Regions from separate parts of the Danio rerio genome. Here region 2 is linked to region 1. A link is a contact called in public Micro-C data. All regions are on one chromosome and are shown on one strand. The core of a region is the stretch at or near the end of the contact, and the rest is flanking DNA. Distances in the headings are between cores, read along the strand shown. Region 1 has its middle 12 kb from the start of rps24. Region 2 holds the start of zmiz1a (zinc finger, MIZ-type containing 1a).

Region 1 (3,019 bases), core at 152-2,651:
CAAACACTTTAGACAACACTTGAACAAAATTTAGGACCTTGTGAAAACATGATTTAGAGTTTTTAACACCTTTTAAGGTACCTTCTCATTTTTGATTTATCAACTTTTAATACTTTAAGACCCCGTGGACACCCTGTAATGTAAAATTAACAATCAAAAGTTATGACTTTTACATTGTTGCAAAAATATTTCATTCAAAGCTATGGTGTTGTTTTTTGTAGTTCACTTAATTTTAAGAAGACAGACTAAAGGCATTAAAATAAAATTTCTATCATCATTTACTTACCCTCCACTTATTCCATTTTTTGAGTTGGTTTTATCTGCTGAACACTAAAGAACATATTAAATGCTATTCAAAACCATAAACCACTAAGTTTAGTGGTATTTTTCAAAATTCTGGAAGTGTACTTACTTCATTCTTTAAAATATCTCCATTTTAGGTCAACAAAGTGAAACCACGTCACTCTCCAGGCTTCTGTTTTGGATTAACTATGCTTTAAAGTTTACCATGAGGCCTAACTACCTTTCACTGTGCACCTCAAGATGACTGATCATATATTAAGAAAATACCCAACAGATATCCTACCTGTAGTTATGTATCTGAAAAAGCAAGCGAAAGATCACAAGCCGACGAACAGTAAATGTTTCTGTAACTGAAAATACAGTACAAGAAAGTCAAGGAGACCTCATGTTTTGTTCTTCATACCGCACAGAGACAGACATCAAGGACGCCTCAACTCAATCGACCTACTTAAGAGTTGGTCAAAGTAAAGTATGTCATAAGCTCAGTTTTACTTCAGAGAGAGAGAAAGAGAGGGAGAGCGAGAAAGGGAAAAAACAAGCTTGTTAAATTCAGGCAATAAAAAAAATCAGACATCACACTTGTACTATAATGGTGTTGTTCAATGAAGTTCTCCTGAGGTTGAGCAATACCTGTACCTCTTTATACCTTAAAGAGAGCAATCTGCATGCATCCTTTGTCAGCAAAGACCCATGTTTCTATGCAAATCTCTTTAAAAGGTCGTGGTCAATGTGATGACGGTGCTAAAAAGAAACATTTTGCTGACCACTTGCTTTTAAGCAGGTTAAACAGCAGCCAGTGAAGGAGAATTTCTGCACTTTCCAACGAAACCACGACAAACTCAACGCTCGAGCGCGTGAAGATCAACAACGCGCGCAAGGAAAAACACGCCGCACACACAAAGAAACATGGAAGAACATGAGATGGAGAAATAATTCAACGCGATATTAATTATATATCGTTCACAGACGTGACATTCATTTAGAAAAAGCAAACTGGCAGACGCCAGGTTCGCGGACGAGGAGAAGCGGGAGTGTTTTGACATATTAAATGACTGCAGACAGTGGTGCGCGGCCGCTCTGCATTCAGCCCACGTTTCCGGAAGATTCTAAGCGCGCTCCTGTGGCTCTGCCTGACCCACCGCCAGCCCTCCTCAGATCACATTCAAAGTGATTGTGCTGCTCAATATTTCATTGACATCAGCCTCAAAGATTGTTGCTACAGTGACACCAGAGATAATTATTTTTACCACAGTCTTTTTTTGAGATGTTTTACCCCCTCCTCTGCCTGGCTCCAGCCATTCCTGTGGAGAATTGTTCTGCATAAATCAGCTGGTGGAATATTGAATCAGCCTCACCACAGGGAATGTGTTTTTGTGTGTGGTATGTGTGACTGATTATTGCAAAGAGTCAAGGCGCTAAAACAAGGCAAACGGCGCCGCTTAGTGGCAGATCTGAGGCATTTATAGAGACAGAGATTGTTGATGCAATAAAGAACGTACAAAGATACAATTTTAGCAGAGACAAAAAGGTTTAAATAAATAAAATGCCAGCAAATTAAACAAGTTTAAATGATTTAAACCAAGAAAGAATTTAGATACAATATAAATATTAGAGTCTTAAGTCTTTTTTATTAATCTGGGGTTGCCACAACGAAATTAACCGCCAATTTATCCAGCATATGTTTTATGCAGCGGATGCCTTTACAGCTGCAACCCAGCACTGGGAAACATCCATAACCACTCATTCACACAAATACACTACACACAATTTAGCTTACCCAATTCACCTATAGCACATGTCTTTTGAACCGGAGCACTGAACGGAAAAAAGTAAGGGTGTTCCTGTGAAAATTTACATTTATGCATGTAAAATGTATCCAGAAAAAGCAATAAATTAATATTAAATTCACAATGAGAAGGGTTTAAGTTCAGAGAGTAACCAAACGATACAATTTTTGGGGATATACAAAAGTTTGGAAATAAAAATTATTTAATTAAATTGGAAAAATCAACCCAAAACACTTTACATTATGTACACTTCCAAAAACTTTATTTAGTGTTTCGTCATATTGAGTACAAAATGAGTATTCAGGGAAAATATCGTTATTAAATTTAGCTAGTTTGGTATCTATTGGGTAGCAATTAGGAATTATTTTGATTGAGACTTCGACAGCTTTAGAAGATAAAGACAATGTTTTTCCAAAGAAGCCAAAACTGTTCCCAATGTCATTAAATATATGATTCCACACCCCTATGCAAGCAGGTAAAGAGATCTGAGAACTTTTAATAACGAAGCAAATATCTTTGTTTGACATACAACTAAGAAGAGTTTTGGTGTTGTCAAAAATCAAACATTCTAAAGAACCTTTATGGCCAGATTTGACTAAAGGTATAACACTCAACCAGGGATTGCACCAAAAACAATGACATATTCCTTAGGGGAACTGGAAAAGTAAACTGATGCATAAATTCTTCACTTGAGACAGCACAGTCATCTCAGAGCTGACTAACTAAAAGCATTTTTTTTAAATTAGTGATTAAATTAGTATTTTTATTAAATGTTAAATTTTTATTTAAAATAGTATTAGTATATTTTAAATTAGTGAAATAAAACTGTATATGTGAAAGGGTATCAATTTATTGAGAGTGTAGGCCAAGGCTGCCCAAACTTTTTTGTATGAAGGGCCAAAAATCAAATATCATTGAGAGCCTTGGGT
Region 2 (3,019 bases), core at 347-2,846, 270 kb before region 1:
GAGACTTCATGTCAGAATAACAACACATGCGAAAATGAGTGCCGTATAGCAGCAGTAAGGAGACTGTAAGTAAAAAAAGAATGTAAGGATGTCGCCAGAGTGGCTTTTTGGTTTCTTTTCTTGTGCATCTCAGCCACTAGCTCCCAATATGAAAGATTTTTCAGACTAGGGCGTAATGTAGTCTTCACAATTTGTAATATTCAACATGTATTTGAATAATGATGGCTGGTTCCTTTACTTAAAAGCTCAGATTTGATGATCATAATTTGTTTTGTTTACAGAGTTTGAGGATTATTGTATCATTATTATTGACACTTTACAGATGTTGATCTACCTTTATCATTGCACACACTTTGTAACATTTTATTTATCAGGTTTAAGAGTCTCTTAAACACTTATGGTTAATTTATAATAAAGAGATGAGATATTTAGTTTAAATATTTTTGTTTTTGACTAATAAAACTATTTGCCTTAGTAAAATTAAAGTGGTTAAATAAATAAAAATCATAATATTCCTAAATTCAAAAATTCAATAATTATCTATATGGAATGATATGAAACACAATATTATAAAAAATTTTTTGCAATATCACCCAGCCCTAGGGAAACGGTCAATTAATGTTTTTTTTTTTTTGTTTTGTTTTTTTTGCAATATTTGAGTTTACAATATAATTAACAATGCTGAACTTTACATGCACAGTATGTGTTCTGTTATTTTACAAGCTTATTGTGCTAGTGCACATTATTATTCTTTAGGTAAAACAATGAATCTGTCCAAGATAATCCACTGTAAAAAAAAAAAAAAAAAAAAAAAATTGTAATCTTTAAACTAATCTGACCATTTGTTTCCATTTTTGGAGTGGTGCTCCTATGTTTACTACGTCTTTGGCCACAATTTTCTTAACCACACCGCTCTTACCGCTAGTTTGCTATAAGGAAATGATGGCCAAAAAAGTCCCGCTCCCTACACAATATTACATTTTAGTTGTTCGAACGTCAACATCCTAAAAAAAGTCTCAGCAACTTCTACTTTACATAGATTTTAAACCAAGAACATCTCTTTCAGCCATTAGAAGCAAACTAACAAGCAAATCCAACTCAAACAAATCATTTAAGATCAAGTAAAGCAAAAAGATATATAAACATTTTCCAACAGATTCTGCCTGTAATCTAAATCACAAACAATATTCCACTTCTACACATCATGACATATTAACAACCTGTACTCGACGAGAGCTGGTATACGTTGAGCTTAAAGTGGATATCGTTTTCACTCGACCAAGTGCTCCTGCCCTTTGACTCGGTGCATCTGCACAACCCTGCGAAAAACCCAGCCGGTAACCCAAGGCCTCCTGGTCCGAACGCAGCTGTGCATTCTGGGACAGATCCACCCTCCTGACAAAGAGCTCAGTGTGCTTCAAGGCCTCCTCGCACACCACAGCACGTCCTAATCCAGACTCTTCATCATCTTTTGTCCACTAAGATGTAATAGATCTGCACTTCTGAAAGCAATAGTCAAGCAGGCTGGCCAATAAGGCGAGCACAAGTGGAGGGGGGGCTTTGTAACAGAACTCAATGAGGAGAAGCTTATTCTCCTTCCCCCATTTTTTTTTTTGTTATTTATTGAGCGGCGAGGTTGTTTATCCTCCCCTCAGGACTGCCTTCCCCCCACCCGAACTCTCCAGCGACTGGTGGCGCACAAGACATGACAAGAAATTTAAACAAACGAGCAATCTGTACACCCTCTTCAGAGCTGCTGCACGTTTAATGCTCTGAGGAGGAGACTGTGCACTTTGAAGAGCATTATAGTCGAACGGACACCTCCTTTTCCTCAGCTCACAGCGAGGAAGCCGCATTGTCTTCCGAGGGCGGCAGAGGTCGCCATTTGAATGAGCGGCTTTGGTGTGTGTGTGTTGACAAAGAGCTCATCTGACAAAGAGCCAATGTCTACTGCCGCAGAACCCTGCTGAGTAAATCCTGCACAGCATAAGGGATATTCGGGTAGTGAACGTTCCCCCTTACGTTGCAAAAAAAAAAAAAAACCTCCATTTTGAGGGCTAGGCTTTGTTTAAACGGACATTCTGATGTCTGGGTCTGACCGTACGATTATCAGGAGGGGATGAAAAGCTGTTGTGATTGTGAGCGCTCGGAGCCGTGTGTCAGCAATGAAGGATTTTTGGCAGGATCGCAACACAGGTGTTAACGCAACAGCGGCCAAAATCTCAGCACTCCACCTTTTCCCTGCTAAGCGCACGGTGTCCAAACAGGACCTCTCCACCTCAGGGCAGATCTGTGTGTTGTGATCAGTCACTCTAGAGGCATGACGTCTTGTTGCTTAACCAGGACCTGACAACTGGACATCCAATTGTCTAGAATTGCAATATCCCTGTGCCAAAGAGATTGTGTGCTGGAAAATGAGGGTTACCTGCTGTTTTCATGATATCTACCATGTCAAGTTATAGGAACTAAGCTGCAAAAGTATGTAAATGTGAAGTAATATCGTGTTAAGTATTAAAATATTTACCTAATATGTTAAACTTTACACGAATAAGGAAATCCAGGAAATATTACAGTGTTTTAAATGAATCATTTCCAAGTTATTTCTTGCAAATTTATACTTAAATGTAATAAAAAAAACATAATTGATGTTTTTATACAATTTGTGTTTATATTGTACACAGAGATGATGATAATAATAATAATAATAATAATAATAATAATATGATTAATAATAACAATAATATGATTAATACCAAGATTAATAAAAATAATAATACAAAATAATAATAAGGATAATATGATTAAAACACTAAGATTAATAATAACAACAACAACAATAAAAATATCAATAATTATTATTATTATTTGTATTTTTTATAATAATTTGTTTATATAATATATGATTAACAGTAAAAAGATTATTAATAACAATAATAATAATATGGTTAATACAAGGAAAATTAATAATAATAATAATAATAATAATAATAATAATAATAAAATAAATAATATTAATAAT

What was found. Hi-C and Micro-C count contacts between places; a contact is called where the count stands out from the background.
Region 2: a contact with region 1 is called in a Micro-C map of caudal fin, with 9 times the contacts expected there. The contact joins the promoter of zmiz1a here to the enhancer-like site in region 1. A contact is called at or near these places in 3 of 18 Hi-C or Micro-C datasets (caudal fin, hematopoietic stem cells and an unstated tissue) and 1 of 4 datasets of contacts at active chromatin or transcription factors (caudal fin).

Annotation. Positions count from the first base shown.
Region 1 is chr13:33,632,418-33,635,436 of GRCz12tu, reverse strand. No RefSeq gene overlaps it. Among named protein-coding and RNA genes, the nearest start is that of rps24, 12 kb to the right of the region's middle. Within about 2 kb of position 1,401, at least 39 of the 62 cell types and tissues checked have an H3K27ac peak or open chromatin away from gene starts, as enhancers often do. A contact at or near this core is called in caudal fin, where this site is marked.
Region 2 is chr13:33,899,319-33,902,337 of GRCz12tu, reverse strand. zmiz1a (zinc finger, MIZ-type containing 1a) reads right to left here and starts at 1,596. Exons shown (of 22, transcript NM_001113339.1): 1 at 1,221-1,596.